2 separate regions of the Mus musculus genome follow, and region 2 is linked to region 1. Evidence: chromatin contacts called from public HiCAR-type data. All regions are on one chromosome and are shown on one strand. Each heading gives the region's core, a stretch centred on a gene start, on an enhancer-like site or on the middle of the called end of the contact. The rest is flanking DNA. Distances are from core to core; before and after follow the strand shown. Region 1 overlaps Wnk3 (WNK lysine deficient protein kinase 3). Region 2 holds the start of Fam120c (family with sequence similarity 120, member C).

Evidence for each region. HiCAR-type assays count read pairs that join an accessible place to other places.
Region 2: a HiCAR-type map of astrocytes shows a contact between it and region 1, with 1.6 times the contacts expected there. The contact joins the promoter of Fam120c here to the enhancer-like site in region 1. A contact is called at or near these places in 1 of 484 Hi-C or Micro-C datasets (cortical neurons), 4 of 115 datasets of contacts at active chromatin or transcription factors (CD8 T cells, astrocytes and embryonic stem cells) and 3 of 9 other capture datasets (adipose tissue, liver and pancreatic islet).

The regions. Positions count from the first base shown.
Region 1 is chrX:151,296,931-151,300,673 of GRCm38.p6, reverse strand. All of the region lies in intron 19 of Wnk3 (WNK lysine deficient protein kinase 3), which reads right to left. Among named protein-coding and RNA genes, the nearest start is that of Gm26441, 37 kb to the right of the region's middle. Within about 2 kb of position 2,168, at least 13 of the 459 cell types and tissues checked have an H3K27ac peak or open chromatin away from gene starts, as enhancers often do. A contact at or near this core is called in astrocytes, where this site is marked.
Region 2 is chrX:151,342,276-151,346,193 of GRCm38.p6, reverse strand. It overlaps Fam120c (family with sequence similarity 120, member C), which reads right to left and starts at 1,971. Exons shown (of 16, transcript NM_198105.2): 1 at 1,258-1,971. The coding sequence starts at 1,944.

The sequences.
Region 1 (3,743 bases), core at 919-3,418:
ATGTTTTAATTCATCTGATTAGCATAATATTAAAAGTTTTGTATCCAATCTGTGTTATTAAGATATAGAGAAATGAGCACATTGTATATTTTGGAATATCAAATGGTCTGGCTTTCCTAGAACATAATTTTTTTCAGATTTTTTTTTTTTGACACAAGATCTTACTATGTAACACTGCTTAACCTGGAACTCACCAGTTAGCCTTACCTTTGCCTCTACCTCCCAAGTACTGGGATTACAGGCACGAGTAACCAATCTGACATCAAACACAATTTCAACAATTATCTATAAGCTTTAAGAGTACAGACCTTTTAACTGTATACCACAGAAATATCTGTGTGTAAAAAGATAAGTATCATTTATATAAGCAGATCATGAGGAAGACTGAAAAACCTCTTGAGAAAGGATTAAATAAACTTGGATACACCCATTAATTGGAATTAAATGCAGTGACTCTTTAAAGGCAGATTTATGCAAATATGAACAACAAAAATAGACTACATTTTAAAGCAAAAAAATATAGAATAGCATGTTTGTTATTTATTTTACAAAAAAAGGATATGCACAGAAAAAGGTCAGCAATATATGTTCCAAACAGTTCACAGTGAGTGCCTCTGAGTAATGGGGTACAGTATAAGAAGTACAGGTTTGTTTTTTAGCTTGCTTTTTCATTATGTTACCTGAATATTATCGTATATATCGCTTTTTTGAGATAGGCTCTTACTACTAACCTTGCTGGCCTGGGACTCACTATGCAGACCAGACTAGCCTTGAGCTCATAGTGATTTGCCCATTTCTGCCTCCTGGGTACTGGGATTCAAGGCTGTGGCCTGGCCTCAATTTTTGAAATGTAACTTTTTAAATACAAAACTGTACAACTATAGATTGTACAAACTAAGGGGTAAAAAATCTCAGCTTACAATTAATTGTTGGTCTATAGTGTCTAGTATTGTCTAATAAATTACTATGGACAAACCATACTGACAAAATAATGCTAAAGGGCTAGGGATGAATTTCAGGGGTAGTGAGACAGAAAAGGGAATGGGCATTCATTCCCTTAGCCACTGGCCAGGTTTTAACACTATCAAAATGTGTTAAAGAGTTAATGATAAATTCTTTTGCCTTCCTATTCTAAGAACTCCTGATGTTTGCTTTCCTATTTTAAAAACAAAAACCCCAGTTACTAGGGGACTATGCAATTTGACTCCCTAACTAGTAGCTCTTGGACTCTTCCTTGCTTCCATGGTTGCTTTGAGTACAAAGACTGTCAGCCAGCCAGCTGGACCATTCTTATGCTAGCACCAGCAGTTTTAAACACCCTACTGATGCCTTGAGAAAATTACACAACAAATTCACCTGATTGCTCTAGCTCCTGGAGTTAGAGGCACAGTCTTAACTAGGACTGTTCTAACAATGTGTTCTCAGCTTTTTGCTATCAAAAGCATTGCAGAGCTCAGAAGAGTCTGAAAACATTTTCCTTTCTCCCTCCAAGGCCAGAAGGGAATAATGTCTGGTGGCCTACCAGAGGGGCTGCTGTGGCTGTTGCTAATCGGACAATGCTGTGGAAGGTATGCTGTGTTTTACCCAAATATTCCTCTAGCTATATATGCAGACTGTTAAGACCCTCTTGAATCCTGTGCTAGCTTCTCTGGTGTAACATTAAGCCCAGATGAAGCTTCTTCTCCTGGGTGGTCTTGTCTTGCTTATTTTCAGTAGTATAGGCTTGTCTGAAAACACAAAGAAACAGCAGAGCAAGCAGAGGCAATGAGAGCTGATCAGTGTGCAGGCCTGAGCTATTGAAAGTGGCAAGGCAGTTGGCTGCCTGACAGCTGAAGAAGAGACAGAGTTTGGTTGTCAGTGGGCTGAGCTTCAAAATCAGTAAGGTTCAGTGGTTGGCAGTTGAAGAAGAGGTAGCTCTATACTTCAACTGAGAGGCCAGTCAGGAACTAGGGGGATGGTGGAAGTTGAAAGGAAAGGGAGCTGAGGCTGAAAAGGATTGAAAGCTATATATATATATAAAAAAAAAAAATCAGAGAAAAGAAACTGCTGGTCCTGGTCATTGGAAGAATTCCAGAGAGCTGTCAAGACATATGCATGGAGTATCTCAGAAACCCTACCCTGGGAGCTCTAATCCTGGCCATTGCCAAGGGCTGAGGAATTCTGATACCTAAGGCTGCCTATCAGTTGCAATGCCACCTGCTGCCCAGGGCTAAGAAATCCCAACTTTCTGGCCCTGTGTAATAACTCTAGCATTTTCAGAGCTAAGTGTCTTGCTACTAGGCCTGCATCAGACCTGTAAGACCAGAGAGCACCACTGCCTCCTCCTTCAGCTCACTAGTACCAAACACCAAGGAATTTTAAAAAAATGTCAAGAACCAGTACTTGAAGACCTAATTTTTTTTTATCCACAGTTTCTATCAGAGTAGAACAAAAGGACCATAGGCAATTGATTGGTGACAGCAGGGCCCTTGTCTAGCATTGCTCAAGTATGTGTCCAATCCTTAGCACTAGTGGGAAAAGCTGCATAGTAAGATCATATCTTTAAAAAATATGACAGAATAGATATTTTTGTTTTATTCTTTGCTTTGATATTTGTTTTGAGGTGATGTTATAATATATCTTCTATGTAGAACAGGCTGGTCTCAAACTCAAAGGGATCCACCTGCCTCCCAAGAGCATGGATTAAAGGCATGTGCCATCACACCTGGTTCTATTTTGGATTGATTTTTTAAAAAGGTTTTTGTTTCCTGTAATCAGGAGGCTGGGGCAGTAGGAACTCGGCAAATTTGAGGCTAGTCTGAGCTACACGGCAAGACCATATTTCAAACCATAACAATACCTCATAAAATGTGTGTGTGTGTGTGAGAGAGAGAGACAGAGAGAGACAGAAACAGAGAGAGAGAGAGAAAGAGACTATATGGCAAAAATGTGTGGGTATCTGCGGAGGCCATAAGAACTCCTGGAGTTGTAGGCCACCAGATATAAGTACTGGGAACTGAAGATCAGGAAGTGCTTTTAACCACTGAGTCATCTCTCCAACCCCAGTATAAAAGGCCCTTTATGAGAATGTGTATTTCCCAACCAAAATCAAGTACTCATAACCAACATAGGCAGCTATAAAAGACAATGGTCATTTCAGAATGATTTAAAAGATTTATTAAATTCCTGTAATCAGAAGGCTGGGGCAGTAGGAACTTGGCAAATTTGAGACCAGCCTGGGCTACATGTCAAGACCTTATTTCAAACCAGAACAATACCCCAGAAAACATAACTAGAATACTAACATCAGAAATAAAAAAGCACTTTAAAATGATTATTGTACCATAAAAATATCAGTATACCTAAACTTCATAGTACTGAATGTACAGAAAAATTAAAATATATGCAATGTAACATCAAACATGTATATATATATGTATTTTAGGTAACTTTTGCTGTATTAATTATTATTTATATGTGTATGATATGTGTGTTTGTGAAGGTCAGAAGAAATTTTTCAGTAGTTGGGCCTCTTCTTCCACTGTGGATTCTGGGAATTAAACTCTGGCTGCCAGGCTTTCGTGGCACTTTTCAAAGTAGATCAAGAATTGTTTAATAGTGCTAACTTCTTTTGTTGGTGGTGGTGGTAATATTGTTGTTGCTATGATAGCACATGCCTGTAATTTCAGCCTTTGGGAGGTGGAGACAACAGGGTCAGGAGTTCAAGATCACTTCTAGCTTAGTTTAGCAAGTCTAAGGTTAAT
Region 2 (3,918 bases), core at 722-3,221, 46 kb before region 1:
TGCAAACTTCTCCATGTAGCAGATCTTTCCGTCTCTGTTCCCTCCTTACCCCACCAGCTGCCACCTGTTTTGTTTTCAGAATCCCCAAGTCCCCAATCCTGAAAGGACATTCCCCCCAAAACTCTGGTTAGAAAATGGGTTTGCAGTTTCTTCCCACCTAACCCTGTAACGCTTTTCTTTTCCTTCTTCCTGCCTACCTCCTTACTTCTCAAGCCTTGCTATTCTCTACACGTAGGAACTTGAAACCTAAGAGTATGGGAAAGCAACAGCGTAATAGCAGTGGTGCCAAGACCCGGGGATGCTGCCAAGCTTTTCCCCAGGCTCCATATGCAGTGGCTCAACTACTCAGAGGCTGGCCTTCGGTTTAAACCCATGGAGCCTCATGAACTTGGTATTTCTTTTTGCCTCTGCCCGATTGCTTCAACCTCTTTAATTAAACAACCTCCTCCAAAACCTGTGAACCATTCAGATCTAGCCCATTCTCCAAGTCTATCTTTTTCAGGAAGTTTCCCAGGACCATTTTAACCCACAGATTATCACCCCACCCACCTACCCAAACTGGCAACTTACATACCAGAAAACAGAATCACCATGCATATTTACACCAGCAAGTAAATGCTGCGCATTTGATCTTTCAAAGCCAAGAATGGCGTCTTGGGGTTTTTGAGAGCCCCTCCCCGCACCCCCAACCGTCTTTGAAACCCCCTACTGAGCGTGTTCATCTTCCTGAATAGTGACTCAATCAGTGAATTGTTTGGGCTAAGGCATGCCAAGATAAAAGCATGTTGAAATGAAAAGGGCTCAATGGATGGGGAAAAAAGAAGTACTAGGTGTCAAATGGGGGAAAATTATAGAACAAAGGTGTTCGACTAACATCTGTTTTATTTGCCATGGGGTTGAAAACAGATATAGGGGAGGGAATGTCAACTGGAAAATGAAGAAAAAACATATTTCAGTTTGAGGGGGATGATAGCAAGAGAAACATGAAGCCCGGAGGAATTTTGAGTCAATTCTGCTAGAACCAACAGGTAGGCCAATTGTGTGAGTAAAGGGGGTTACGGGGATGGCATGGCTAGAGATACAATCATGTAGGTAAGGGAATTAATAGGCCATATGACGGGGGCACGAGGGGATAAAATGGTCGCCAGTAAGTTAGCTGACTGAGTGGGTGGCAGGTAGGTCGGTGAATGGTTAGGTGTTTAGTCTGGAAGGAACAGGTGTGGGGCATTTCATTTAAAAATCTAACCCCTCCCTCACCTTGACCCGGAAGCGGATGAGTGCTAGCCTCACGCAGTGGCTCAGACAGGCAGGTGGCAGGAACCAGGCCCGCGGTGGAGGGGTGCCCTTGTTGCCCACGTGTCCCACGATCAGTTGCGCAGTCTGCCGCTCCGCCTGGCACCGACGGCCCCACTCGGCCAGTCGGTCCTTCCCCAGGCCCCCAGGGAACATGACCACCAGCTCCAGGCCGTCTCCGCCCGGATAGGCACAAGCCTGGCACAGCGCTGACAAGTAGCCCAGCATGGCATTCCACTGGCCGCCACAAACCCAATCCGTCTGGTAGCCACCATAGAGCCGCGGCAGCGCCGAGCCCGCGTCTACCAATACCCGAGCCCCAGGCAGCGGAGGGGGCGGCGGCGGATGCAGCCCTGGCGGCGCTTGGCCATGGTGGTGGAAATGGTGAGCAGGGTGATGGTGCCGAGACGGCCCCGCGCCCCCGGAGTAAGCACCAAAGGCAGCGGGCGGGAGCGGCGGCGGCGGCAGAGGAGCAGAGCCCCTGGTGATGCGTGGAGCCCCTGGCGCTAGGGCTGCTGGCGGCAGCTGGCGGTGCAGGTGCTGCTGCTGCTGCTGGCGCGAGACGGTGCGCGCGAGTTTGAGGAGGTCCACAGGCACCACAGCCCCGGGACAGCGCTTCTCCAGGAACTCTTGGAAGCCCTGGACGCCCATGCTTCCTCCGTGGGTAGAAGGAACAGCGGCTGCGCAAGCGGGCCAGTCGGCGATCCCCGCGCGAAGCTGGAGGCGGGCGCGTGCGCACTCCGCGGGGGGTAGGGGCGAGGGGGGCGGAGAGAGGGTTTGAGAACGGGAGGGGCGAGGGAACGTGGGCGGGGAGGGGAGGAGACCACAGACTGGGTGCGGGTGGAGAGCAGAGGTGAGGCTGACCAGACTCAGAAGAGGCTGGGAAGATAAAAGCGATGACAAAGTCGTAGTCACTCCTCTTTTCCCGTTCCCCTCCGCTGCTCTTCTTCACTGCTTCAAAGGGGGTGAAGCCTCTGCCTTCCACCTCCGGGAGCCATGTTGCCTCGTCTTCTCTGTGATACTCGCTTTCTAGCTGGGGGAGGGGTACAGGGGCGGGGCGGATGAGCATCCTGGGAGTTGTAGTCTTTTCCCGGATGGCCTCAGGATGCAGTCTTAGAACCAGAGGATCACACCTGTCAGGCCTTGATGCTCATAGTGTCAGAAGAAGCGGGCCAAGAAAATGTGTGTATAGGATTTGTACCAGAACTCCTAGTATCCAACCGAGTTGCCTCAGGATATTATACCACCATGCCCAGGGAAAGAAATGGAGATGATGCATCATGGGAAAGGAAGTACTGTGGATTAGTAGAATTTGGCTAAAGTGAGCTAAAGTTCCCTGAAAGGGAGAAATTTCCCTTCCATTGAAAAGATGATATGCACAACTTTTAACGAAAGGAGAAGAACACATATGATACATAAAAACCGCTAACATCTACTGTCATACTTTGAAGAGTTATCCACCTTACAAATGGTAAAACATTTACTTAAGACAATGAATGCATAGACAAAATGAAATTGCCTATAATTTGCCTCAGGATCTCTGGTCAGGGAGATTAAACACCCACTCAAATTCAACTACAACTTGGACCTTATTGGTACTCACTAAGCTATGCCATATGGTTAGGGGATTTTTTTTGTTTTCCAACCTACTAAATGTGTCCATGTGGGAACAATTCAAAATAGCTGCAAAGGTTCTAATTTGATCACAGTCTTTTGAAAAGTACATTTCAGCATGCTTCTCCAATGAAATCCATGTAGAGTCTGTCTTCTGTCAAGTTTTAGGGCCCATTACTTCAGCCAGACTACAGCAGAAAACAAGATCTGCATGCAGAGTAGTTGTATCTATCTGGCTTGGAATTTACAGAACATAAAAGAGCAGAACCCCAGGAATGACATCAGAATGGTTTGATAGGATGAAACCAAAAACAGGTTGCAAATTCCAAACCGGGTTTGTCATAAGAGTAGTAGATCCAGAATAGCAGGGATGGGAGACAACATGAAAGGCAAGGGAGAGGGAGGTGGGGGGTGTATAGGGGACTTTCGGGATAGTATTTGAAATGTAAATGAAGAAAATAGCTAATAAAAATTGTTTTTGAAAAAAAAGGGAAAGGCAATAGCTTGAAGGCATGAAAGATGAAGAGAATAGATGTTTTTAGTAAACTGTGCTTACTAGAGAGTTTGTCCAGCATCCCTTTCCTAAAAATTAGCCTTCTCATTGTTAACTTGATAAGATTACTGCAAAAACTGTTGTCTTAGGCATGATGGTATGTGCCTGCAATCTTAGTACTCAGGAAGTTGACATGGGACAGTCACCTTAAGTTCTAGGCCAGCCTAGGCTACCCAGTGATTTCAAAGAACCAAGGAAGTAAATAAATCCTATCATGTTCACATTTGCTTGTAATGCCATATTTTAACTGAGTGTGTTGGCTTACATCTATAAACCCAGCATTCAGAAGGTCAAGGCAGGAGGATTGCCACAACTTTGAAATTATTATTTTCCAGGTCAGCCTGAGATAAGAACTAAACAAAACAAACAGTAAAGAAAAAAATTAAGTCCCAACAACAACAAAAATAATTGGATCATAAGCCACTTAATGAAACTGTTAGCCACAAGTGAGATACCTT